Regions from separate parts of the Macaca mulatta genome. Here region 2 is linked to region 1. A link is a contact called in public Hi-C data. All regions are on one chromosome and are shown on one strand. The core of a region is the stretch at or near the end of the contact, and the rest is flanking DNA. Distances in the headings are between cores, read along the strand shown. Region 1 holds the start of RSBN1 (round spermatid basic protein 1). Region 2 holds the start of PHTF1 (putative homeodomain transcription factor 1).

Region 1 (6,210 bases), core at 2,281-4,780:
CGTAAGATGTAGCTACTGAGGGAAACCGGTAAAAGGTAAGAACTCGAGTATGTTTGCAATTTCCTGTCAATCATTAATTATCTCAAAAAAAAAAAGTTAAAATAGTTTCCAAAAATCTGAGGATAAGCGAAGGAAAGACATAGCTTTGCAAGTAACAAGAATCTGCCCACTCTCCTTATTAATCTTAGAGTTGTTTTAAGGACCATGCATAATAAAATAATAAAGGCCAGTTTTAACTAAGTGCCTACCATGAGCCAGGCACTGTTGTAAGTACTTTGACACAATGCCCTATTTAATCCATACAAGGTCCTTATAAATGATACCACAATCCCATTTTACAGACAGGAAAAGTGCGGTTGAGAGAGGGTAAAGCAATTTGTTCAGGTTCACACAGAAAGAGAGTCATGATTTAAACTCAGATTAATACCAGAGGCATGCCTCCTGCATACCACTGTAACAACAAACATGTTCACAGGACAAGAAAGGTATCAGTCCAACTATGTGCAAAACCCTGGATTAAACAAAGTTAAATCAGTTTATTTTCTGTAGGGTTTTCAAAACTTTTAAAATGCCAGTTTGCCAGTTCATATTACATATGTAGAAGGCTACAGTATACAGTTTTTCTCAAATGTATTTGACCAAAAAACTCTTTTTCACCCAAAATATAGTTTGGGTATATAATCCAACAATCTCTCAGTCAAAAGTTAAAATGTTTAAATGGACTTATCTTAACCCACTTCTCTTCTTCACGTATTGGCAAACTACAGATATTTAGAGTGGTGTTGTCCAATGTGGTAGCCACTAGCCATATGTGACTAATTATAAATTAATTAGAATTAAATAAGATCAAAATTTCAGTTCCTCAATCATGCCACATTTCAAGTCTGTTCAGGAACCACATATGGCTACCATATTGGTCAGCACAAATACAGAAAATTTCCATCATCTGAGAAAGTTCTATCAGTCAGCATTGGGTCAGAAGCGTGTTTTTTAAAGAACGTGGGGCCTGTGTAATCTTCAGAGAAGCAGATTGTGAATTATTACACATGCTATCGCCACTATCCCCCATAAAACAGGGCCAGGTCAGGGATCCTTGATGATATAAAGCCACTGTAATGTCAAAGCACAGGGAAAAGGTAAACAAAGGAGTGGAAAAAATGAATAGCAGGAAGAGAAAGCAACATCATGAGGCCTGGAGATGAAGCTCGAAGCAGGATTCAGGAGTCTGGTTTCTACTCCCTGTTATGTCAATAATTCATCTTTTTAAAAAATATTTAAATTTTTTGCACTTGGTGCGAATTAACTGTGATTTGATTAAGCAGGCCTCTTTACTACTTTGGGCCTCAGTTTCCTTTTCTACAATACAAATTTAAGCCAGAGGATCACTGATTCCCTCTAGTTCTGTACAGTTAACACACACACACACACACACACACGAAATGAGAAAGTAGGGAATAAAGGTAAAAATAAAAAGAGAGCAAGATCATTGCATATTGGCGGTGAAAACTGGCAATTCTGTCATCTTGCCACAAGTTCTACTGCCAAGGATAAGATTTGGATGCCACCAAATGAATAAAAATTTAATGCTATTCAATAAATACTTATTGACCAATTATTTGCAATGAACTACACTATTTGGAAATAGCACCACCAAAAAAAATGATTAGCCTTAAGACTCAATACGTGGAAAGAATGCAAGACTCACAAAACTTTAGGTTGAAAGATCGGTTAATTAACACGTAATAACCTAACTGGCCCAGTACTAAGAAACAAAGAAGTATTTTAAATCTCCCTGAGGAAAAACAACTAGCAAATTATATAAAATAATATATAAAGTACAAACATATGGCATAATCAAAAGCATCATATTTGTTCCACAAAGAATATAAATAAATGCTACAGGTACTTGGGAAAAGGAAGACATCAGTTTTGGCCAATCTAATTTTTCTAGAACCCACATTTAATTGGATACTCTGACATTTTCTAGTTAAATATTCTTGAGGGCTATTGGAATTAACAGATTCACAAATTGTGCCAGACAGAATCAAATGCAACTGGAATTCCAGCCTCTACTATCTACTGCACAAATTCCCACTTTTCAGAGGCACTGTTGGTCCTATTTCCTAGTATCAAAGGGTAGAGAAAACTTCCACACGACTATTCTAAGAATTTAAATGGATAATATGAAAACTTTAAAATGATTTTTATCTCTAGATTAAAAAGAACCAAGATTAATTGCGTGTGATATTTTATCTTCCAGAAGCTAAGTCAACCAGTGAGTCGTGTAACCTTTATATGAATTCCCTTCTGAAAGACTGGAACCATACCCCTGACTATTCTGGCGCAAGGGAGAGCGGATACTAAAGCTTTCCAGCAAGCAAAACAAGGAGAAGGGATTTTAGCAACATGTCTTTTCTTTGGAAAGGCATTTTTTAGTACCCCACCTACTAATCTAACGCGGCGCGGAAACCCTGCAGAATTTGAAAACAAATGCTGAGGTTCCGGGGGACTGGCAAAGGGATTAGTAACTGACAGCTCGGCCTCGGAGCGAGAAGCCTCAAGTAGTTAGATCAAACCGTGTCAACGATCTGAAATCCAGGGTCCACCCCAGTGAGCTTAGGGAAGTAGAGCAGCAGATGGTAAGCAGGGGTTTGGCGTCTTTCAGTCCTAAAGATGCAGGATATCGGAACTGAGAGAGACCTAGAACCCAAGTCGGGCAGTTTGCCTGCTCTCACCTCTCTTGGGGGCTTTGATCAGAGGCACCCCTCCAGTCCTCTCGCCGTTTTCCTGCTTGTCCTTGTGCTTGAGATCCGTTCCGCAGGAGCTGGGGTCACCATCGGAGCCGCGGTGGTGATGGTGCTTGTGCCGCTCCTTGTGGCCCTTATGCTTGGGCCCGGCCGCGCTCACCGTCAGAGGCGAGAAGGTGAAGAGGGCCGAGGTGCTTGGGGCCGGGAGAGGGGCAGCGACAGCGGGCCCGGCGGGTGCCAGCGAAGGTGGCGGCGGAGGCGGCAGGAGAAGAGGCTCAACAGGGCCTGGGACAGTTGGGGCTGCATTCGTTGGCGGCAGCGGCCCAGGATGTTGGCGGCTGCGACGCCGCCGGTGAGGGGGAGCGAGAGAGGGCTCCTGGCTCGGCCGTCCCCGCTTCTCCTGAGACCCCCCACTGCTAGATCGGCGCTGCCGTTTCACTCCCCGCGGGGAGACCCCAGCAGGAGGTTTCTCCTTCCCCTCTTTGTCCGGCTCCTCCTGCGCCGCCACCGCCCGTACTACGCGCACCGCTCCGACCTGCGCAGCCATTTCACCCACAAACACACATTTAAATGGCCCGACCGCCCCCCCGTCCGCGCATCGCGCAAGCGCCGCCCGCGCACTGCCCGCTGGGCATTGGAGTCTCTCCTCCGCCCTCCACTTGTCGGCTGTTCTTCGTCCAGAGATAAACATGCCGGAAGCGGCCGTTCCCAGCTTTTCTCCGCAGGCCTCTCCAACCGAGCTTCTATTGTAAAGCACCGTGTGCCGCGCAAAGCATTATGGGAGCTGTAGTTCCGCCGGGCCCCGCGCCGCGTCCCCGGCTCTGAGTGGAGGAGCGGAAAGGGAGCGTGCGCGGAGTCACGCTTCTGGCTGCGACGCAACCGCCGCTGGGCGGTGAGTTGCCGCCAACCGCCCTAACGGCCGAAACAATGTTAATGGCTTTTAGAGTCTGGCGGCGCGTTCCCATTAGCATCTTCCTATGACCCTTCCTCGTTTACACGGAGGAGGTGGTCTCCACAGTGACTTTTAAATTTAATATTTCTCTCATAACCTTTTTCAGGTAAAAAAATCTTCATCCTTTAAACTTTTACGGGGGATGAAATGAAGGTGAAAAGAAGATTTAGTAATATGTAAAATAAGGGTGGTTTTGCTGTAAAAATATGATAGGGCCGCAATTCAGAAATGTTTTCAAGCATCTGGGGCATTGCTATGGTTACAACTACAGGCCTACGAAGTCAGGTCCGAGAACTGCTTGGGGTCCTGGTGGGGGCGGCCCCTCCTTGCCATCGGGCCACATCCCCGCTAATGCCTGGAAGAGTCTAGCATTTATTTTTAATATATCCCTACAGTTAAGAAAAATTGTAGATGGAAAACCATGTTTAAGATTTTTTGTAAGTTTTTTTCCCAAATCTTAAGGATAAGGTTGCATAAATTTGAAAAGTGTGCCTACCAGAGAACACACCACAAATCGTCACTGTTCACTACGGATAGCTGCTGCTCAGAAATTCATTTAGAATTTCATCCTCGCTTTAGCTTTTACCTGGGGTTCTTTTAGGTATTTATTTAGAGACGGGCGGGGCGGGGCTCTGTGTCTTAGGCCGGCAATCCCAGAGCTTAGGCCGAGGCAGGAGGATCGCGTGAGGCCAGGAGTTCGAGATCAGCCTGGGTAACAGTGAGACTCTGTCCCTACAAAAATATTTTTTAAATTATCTGGGTGTTGTGGCACGCGCCTGTAGTCCCAGCTACTCGGGAGGCTAAGGTGGGAGGAGTGGTCGCGCCACTGCACTCTGGCCTGGGTGACAGATCCAGACCCTGACTCTTAAAAAAAAGAAGAGAGAGAGAGACAAGGTCTTGCTCTATTGACCAAGCTGGCCTCCAACTCCTGGGCTCAAGGACTGAGTAGCTTGGTCTACAGGTGCACTCATGGCGCCCTGGGTGACTCATAGTTACCTAGGATTCTTTTAATATATTTGTTTCTTGTTAAAGACATTTGGAAGTAATTGATTACAATGATATATATACTCAGCAGATAAAATTACTGTGGTTTGATTTCACTAGTTTCTGGAGAAGTATTACCTAAACACTACTGCAATGAAGTCAGTTTAAAAACAACAAAGTTTATTGATTATCTATTGGATACATTGTACTACAACAGACAGCTAATAATATTTCATTCAGTTTGCCCTACTGAATGAAAGATACTGAAGAACAAATGATGTTTAAACAATACTACGTGTTTCCAAAAGTTATAAATAAAGTTATTTAAATAAAAATATTTTTAATGCATTAGGGGAAGTCAGGTGGATTCTTTGTAAAACACAATTACCCACCAATTTATTCACTACATAAAATTAGAGTTGAAATAGATTTTCTTATGGCAGATCCATATTCATATAGAAATTCATTTTAAACTAGTATTTCTGATGGTCAGATAAAAATTGCACATGATCTGAAAGATCCTGTATAAACATATACAATTTGTATCTTTTGCTACCAAAAGATAGCTATTATATTTCATTGATTACTTTTCTAGAATTGGTAATTTAATGACTTTGATTAAAACTTATCAGTAATGCAGTTGAACTCCTTTGTTGTTATATTCAAATAATTGTCATTATTTGCACATTTTATTTTTGTAAATATAATTTCTCATTTTCTTAATATTCCAGTTTTCCACAATATTTGGGAAGATTTACAAGGTATACTTCATTTAGGCAAAAATAACTTAGGGAATAGCCATTGTCAAGAGCAATTTGTATTGCAACCCACAAGGTAAGTTCCTTTTTTAACTTTTTATAGTACATTCTGGTAATGTAGAAATTAGTTGAGATCCAAATCTTACAAACCTTTTGAAGTTTACGTTTATGTAAAAAAGTAAAAGAAAATAAAAAATAACTGGCAAAAATGAAAAATCCATTCTAAAAGTGTTTCTCATATAGCATTCTCTACATAAGCTCAAGTGACAAACTTTTATTTGCAGTTTTCAACTCAATGTAAATGATATGAAAATGCAAAACTTACATTTTGCTTTTCTTTTAAAAGCTATTAACACATTAGCATATCTTCATATTTGATATTATGCGTATAGAGCACTTATTTTAGCTAGCAGTATTCCAGTAGTTTTATTTGCAGGTGTACTTGCAGCCCATATGCTTACAAATCTGGAGTTTTATTAGATATTCCAAGTTGGTGGTGGATTCCTTGGTCCTTTGGGTTTTGAAAAACGGTTTGCAAAACCTGGGAACAAAAATGAAGTTGAATGAAAAAGATGTTTTAAGTATAGAAATGAATACTTGGATTTTAGAGTATAATATATGCAAATACATGGTCTTTTTTTTTAAGTTTAGGCAGCATCTTGACCAATTTAGTAATAGATTATAAAAGGATTATAGTAATATAAAGTTTAAATGATAACAGAATACTAATAACACTTTAAATTTGAAGAGCATTTACAAATTTAATAAT
Region 2 (6,094 bases), core at 166-2,665, 54 kb before region 1:
GAACAGCTTGAGCCCGGGAGGCGGATGTTGCAGTGAGCCGAGATTGCGCCATTGCCCTCCAGCCTGGGCAACGAGAGCGAAACTCCGTCTCAAAAAAAAAAAAAAAAAATCAAATCCACTTATTAAGGAAAACAGCAATAGAAAAACTAGAGAGGAATAAAATACAAGGAACAGCTCAATAAGACTGTTAATAGTATCAATCTGAGCTGTGCAGATTAAGGTTTCATGTCTTTTTTGTTTTTAAGCAGTTTGATCAGAAGCAAACTTTCAAAGCATTGCGGTGGCATTGTGTACGCAGCCTGGAGAAGGGAGGTGGCCTGTAAACCTTATTCCAGGACCTGGAACCGGGTTTAAAAAACATAATGACCTTGTACATCTTTTTTTTTTTTTCCATTTATGTTGAAGTATACATGAACACCTGGCACTACCAAACTCAGGGGAAAGTAATATACTATTTGTGAGAGCTTTTTGCAGGAAGAATGCGTTACAAATAAAATATATATATATTGGTATTACCTTCTTTTGGTACCACGATATAGCATCTCTCTCATTCGAGGCCATCTGTGTCTCCAGCCAGAGAATGGGATTTCACTGAAAATGAAGGAAAACCAGTCGGTGAGTCCAGCTGCTGAAGGTTACTCTCCCAATTTGGGTAGGACTCAAAAACCGCTTCTCTCAGCCTCTCCATGAGCTGCTCTTTCTCCAGCTGTTTGCCAGGGAAAACACAACAAACAAACAAACAAACAAACAAACAAACAAAAACTGGCGCAGCGGCGACCGGAGAAGCCTCTGCAATATTTCGGGCGAGCGTGTTCCTGGGTGCGGGGGAGGGGCAGGGGCGGCCGCTGGAGTCGCCCGGCACCCGCCTCCTTCGCTCCCCGGCGTCCGGCTCTCACCTAGCGCCCGTTGCCCCGCGGGCCGGCGCCCGGGACCTTCGTCCTCAGTGCCCGGGGTCCCACCGTAAGGCCGGGGGCGAGGCGGCGGGCAGGGCAGGCCGCATCTTCCCACCTAGGCGGAAACGCCGGCGAGACCGTTACCATGGAGACCGCGGAGGCAGCCCCAGCCCCGGAGGCAGCCGGGCTGCCCAGCGCCCTGAGGGCGGCAAATCGATCGCGGGTCCGAGCCCGCCTAGAGGGTCACGGACTGATCAGAAAATAAGCAGAGAATGGACTGGAAAACGAGGGGGATTAAAAGTAAAGGAGGTCTTCGCTAGGCCGCCAGTCGCCACGGCGACAGCAAAAGGTGTGCCCAGCTGGAAAAGACAGGTGCAAAGGCCCGGGACCCCGAGAGCCCGGGAACCCGAGAGGCGGCCGCGGCGGCGGCGGCGGCGCTCGTCTTTTCCGGGCCGGGCCGGGCGGCAGTGACTCAGCCGTCTGAGAGCTGGGCTAGAGCCGCTCAGCCGACCACCGGGTAGCAGCCTTCGGCTTCCGCTTTCCGGCTTTCGCCGCCGAGGTGGCTCCGCCCCTGGCCCGGGCCTTCCCGCCCCGCCTAGGTCCAGGCTCCGGGTCCAAGGGCCTGGGGAGCCGCGCGGCGATCGGTGGCCAAGAGCAGCTCCCTCAGATCACCCTTCAGCCCTCCGCTTAAAAGTCACTTCCTCACAAACGACTCTCCCATCCAGCGGTCTAAAGGAGGTCGGTCCTGATACTCTAGTAGCTCCCGGCTCATGTCTTTGTGGCACTCATCTTCGTGTTTCATGGCTTAATCTCTGTTCCCCAGTGGGCTGTGGGCTCCATGAGGTCAGAGACTGGGGCCTGGCACGAACGTGACACTTAGGTTCCCAATGTTTGTTGAGTGAATGAATGAATGTTTATGTGAATTTACGCTGCCCTGGGAGGAAGGGCCAGGCTGCGGCTTAGTGACTCCCTTCCTCTCCCGCCCCTCAGCAGCTCTGGGTCTGGAGCTTTCTGGGGCTCAAAGGTAGGGGAAAAAGAGGGACAAGTATTGGGCAGTCACAGCTTTTTCCAAAATAGGGTAAAGTTAGGTGGCGGCGGGAACACGTTAATTAGGGCCGATAGAGGTCAGGAGAAAGGAAAGAAAGGTTGAACCCTAAAGTGAATATTTAAGGATACATTAAAAGGATTTTTAAGCTGCTTTCCTTTTTTTTTTTTTTTTTGGCCATTAATGGAACACTGTCCCCTTAGTCATTCTCCCCACCTTATTTGAAGCTGTGTTCTTGTTGGCCCACAGCCTGTAGCATCTGGGTCAGAGAAAGCTAATGACAGATGATAGCTTCCACTTAAGAAAGGCTAAAAGGCGCGGTTTTACAGACATTATTTCTTATCATCTATTGAGTGGGTACCAGGTGGAAGTTATCCCATTTCACGTATGAGGAAATCGACTAAGCTAAAATAACTCCCACAGGACTAAGTTTTACAAATTATTTCCCCCAGACTGGGCGCAGTGGCTCACGCCTGCAATCCGGGCGCTTTGGGAGGCCAAAGCGGAAATGTCGCTTGAGCTCAGGAATTTGAGACCAGCCTTAGCAACATGGCCAGACCCCATCTCTAAAAAAAAAAAAAAAAAAAAAAAAAATTAGCCGGAGATGGTGGCACGCACCTGTAGTCCCACCTGCTTCGAAGACTGAGGCGGGAGGATTCGTCTGAGCACAAGAGTTCGAGGCTGTAGTGAGCTATGATTGCGCCACTGCACTTCAGCCTAGGCAAGAGACCCTGTCTCAAATAAAGTAAAAATTATTTTATCCTTTTTACATTGCACACATTGGCAGTGGTTTCCTTTTAATCCTTGACAGCTTTTCCTTTCGTTAGTGCTAAACATTACAATTCTGTTGGGCTTCAAGACAAATGACCAACTTGAAAAAAAAGAAAGATAAATGACAAGTGAAAAACGTCGAATTTTGCACACGTAAATATTTAACCTCAATTACATTAATAGCAAAAGTACTTTACTTCATTGTTTGGCACACAAAAGATTTTCCGGGCAGTGTGTGGAGGAACTAAATCAGGTAAGTAGTATTAGAGGATAGTGGTTAAGTAGCAAACCATTTTTCAGGTGCCCTGTTGGAAACTATTCAGTGCTTCCTAAGGCTACCAGAGAACAAGGTATGAATCCTTGCTCCCAACCAATAATCTGTGATCTTAGGCAATTTATTCAACTAACAAGCCTGTTTTCTCACCTGTATTTTGGAGATAGTTGCCTTCTTAAGGATGTGAGGATTAAATGAGATACCCTCATACAAACTTCCTGGCCCATGGCAGTTACTCAAAAACTGTGAAGTCCCTTTCTTTTCCTTTCCTAATCAGAATCAAAGGCTATCAGTGCTTAGGAAAGGTACCTCAATTAAAGGTAAGTTCACACAAAAACTGATGAGGAAAGAAATCCATTTTGTGGTGTTGCATTAATACATCAATGACATAAAAGTCTATACGCCATCTTCATTAATACTCAATGAACTTCAAGAAAATCCACATCACCAGAATACAAATTTAAGACTGTCCTTTTAAGTAGATACACACTAATTTAAGCAATTAAGAGGCATTAACTACAACAAATGCCAAGTGATTTTTTCTTCTTCCCCTAAACTAATTGCATCTCAATATGGATGGAATTTTCCCCAGACATCTTTAGAAAGAAAAGTCCTAAGATTTTCTAAAAAAATTTTTTGTAGTAGGGGATAAAGTAGGTGAAGGATTCGTCCTCTAAAAATAGGTTCCAGGTATTTAGAACTCGCATATGCTATGCATTTTGTGATGAAACACCAGTAAAGGACAAATCAGACTTTGTTTATTAAAAAAATACTTTACAGGAAAAAAAAAAAAACTATGCATTCCATTGTCCTATTTTACAAAGAAATAGCTTAACAATTTAACACACTTAGACAGCTACAAAAAAGCACTGTGTTAAAAGGATTATTCACACAAATTTAGATTTAAGACTATTCATTAAAAACCTTTTTAAAACACTTGTTAATGTCAATAAACAAACTAAGGCCACACAACGCAAATAGTCCGCCAGGCAAATATACATTTCATCTATATGCAAAGACCTCTTAGATAAATAAAAGCCACAGGAAAAAAAGTCTTAGCTGCCAATCAAAATGGAGTTTAGTCACAGAAAACACTATTACATGAAAATTTACAACATGTGATAGTAGTACATAAGTATTTCTTCAGAGAGAATTGAAAAGTGCTATATTTTAAGAGACAGTGGTCTCAACTACATGCACAAGTGGATCCTAAAAAATGTATGAAGAAAATGGAAGGCCATAATATTTATGGAGAGATACTTGCTTTTAAAGTAACAAACTTTCAAGACAAGGATAGGTCCCTTACGTGCTAAAGAAAAACATTTGTACTGTGCATTTCCTCTACTTGCATGGCCAATAAATACAGCTACAACCTGTTTGAAAAACAAAACAGCACAGATGTGAACCTCTGGCATGTGCTAGTGAAAGATTCTTTTTTAAAAACGTGTAGCAATGATAAAAGATTAGAAAGATACAAAATTATCCTAAAGGCATAAATGCAAATAAATTTTTTATGGCAAATACAGATGAAAATATAATGGGCTAATATTAATGATTAAGAATATATTCACTAAGGGTTTTCATGGATTTGGGAGTCTTGTTCCTATATTAGCTTTCATTCTAGACAATATTTATATAAGGAAAGGCAATAAGCAAGTTTTTTCCAGTCATTAAGTGTGACTTTTATGCCTAGTAAGACTGATGCAAGACATCTTTTCCCAAAGTTTAGTAAAGAACTTTAATAAGCTCCTTTTTCCCCCCAATAAGAGCTTATAATATCAGTCAACTGGTATTCCAACTGTCTCTTAAGGGGAAAGGGCACTTTTCAAAAGTCTTTCACTAAAAAATAATAAAAGTACCAGTTAAACAAATTCTAAGTACTGAATAAGCAAATTAAAAGTACAATTAAACCTAGGAATCAATTTTTAGAGTTAAAACTTTGGAGGAGGGAACATACTATGTAGGTTTTCATTATTATTGCTTTATGAATTTGGGTTACCGCTTTGAATCATCCTACTCCTAGCATATCTTGGTATCAAGAATTACTTCTGGGGCAAGAGGAAGACTTTTATCCTTTTTAATGGGTACCATGAAATTATTCTACTTTACTAAGTTAGGAATATTCATTTATTGGGTCCTTTCCATAAGCACATTTAAAAACCATCCCTCTGCTCCACAAAATATTAAAACTTATAGCCACATTGTGCAAGTAATCTCAAGAGCTGGCACAACGGATAATATATCAAAAAGGAAGATCAGCTTAAATTTCAGTTACAACTTCACTCCCATCACTACTTTAACAAATCAGAAGACGCCAGATTGCTCCATGCCTCACTCCACCAAACCAAATAATTTAATGATTTAGAAAAATTGCAATCATTTGTATCACTAAACTAGGATACAGCTTTGAAAGCAGTAAAAAACGCAAAACTTCTGCTTTTATATTCATCAGTCTTTAAAGCATGCTATTAAAATCTAATACTCACATAGGACATTCAGTTTTCAGATACATTACTAGCTAAATGTTTCTCTCCATTCTATTGCAATTCTAACATACAATGAATTTATTAGTACATGATTTTAAACATTTTTATTGTACTCTTAATGTGTTTATATTGGAGGTGAGGGTAGAATGTTTTATAAAAGGAAAATGGGGATTTGCTTTTGATTGTAGGTCTTTGCAGATCCGCTGGTTCCTGAGTGATAATACACAGTGCTGGCTGTCAGGAGACAGTCTCCTTGTTTATTAGCAATGACCAGCTTGGATGACAGATGGCATCTGCTGGATGGCAAGTGGGAGATGGGGAAATCGGATCTTGGAAGACAAGAAAAAATTAAAAAAAAAATTTTTTTTTGCTTTAACAGCCTTCTCTTCATGATTATTTTTAAAAGCAAATGTTGCCTGAGAAGAATTTTACTTTGCACAGCCTGGTAAAGCTCTTCTGGACAGAAAAATAAAAACAAGAAGTAACCCAAACCCACACACTTTGTGATTAAACCCCTCCCCAACAAAACAACAAAAAAACACCCTGAAAGGCAGGTCCTGTTAAAAATTAGTATTGATAAACTGGAATTTACCCTAGAATTTATACCCAAGATTTAAAAACACCC

The links. A called contact is a pair of places that touch in the nucleus more often than the background predicts.
Region 2: a Hi-C map of cortical neurons shows a contact between it and region 1, with 3 times the contacts expected there. The contact joins the promoter of PHTF1 here to the promoter of RSBN1 in region 1. A contact is called at or near these places in 2 of 14 Hi-C or Micro-C datasets (CD4 T cells and cortical neurons).

What each region holds. Positions count from the first base shown.
Region 1 is chr1:126,448,571-126,454,780 of T2T-MMU8v2.0, reverse strand. It overlaps RSBN1 (round spermatid basic protein 1), which reads right to left and starts at 3,530. Exons shown (of 7, transcript XM_001110110.4): 1 at 2,736-3,530. The coding sequence starts at 3,438. It overlaps LOC107000335 (a long non-coding RNA gene), which reads left to right and starts at 3,639. Exons shown (of 4, transcript XR_013399597.1): 1 at 3,639-3,805; 2 at 5,415-5,517. It overlaps PTPN22 (protein tyrosine phosphatase non-receptor type 22), which reads right to left. Exons shown (of 21, transcript NM_001261076.1): 21 at 4,952-5,982. The coding sequence ends at 5,918.
Region 2 is chr1:126,500,148-126,506,241 of T2T-MMU8v2.0, reverse strand. It overlaps PHTF1 (putative homeodomain transcription factor 1), which reads right to left and starts at 1,415. Exons shown (of 20, transcript XR_013399596.1): 1 at 897-1,415; 2 at 517-591. It overlaps RSBN1 (round spermatid basic protein 1), which reads right to left. Exons shown (of 7, transcript XM_001110110.4): 7 at 3,720-6,094.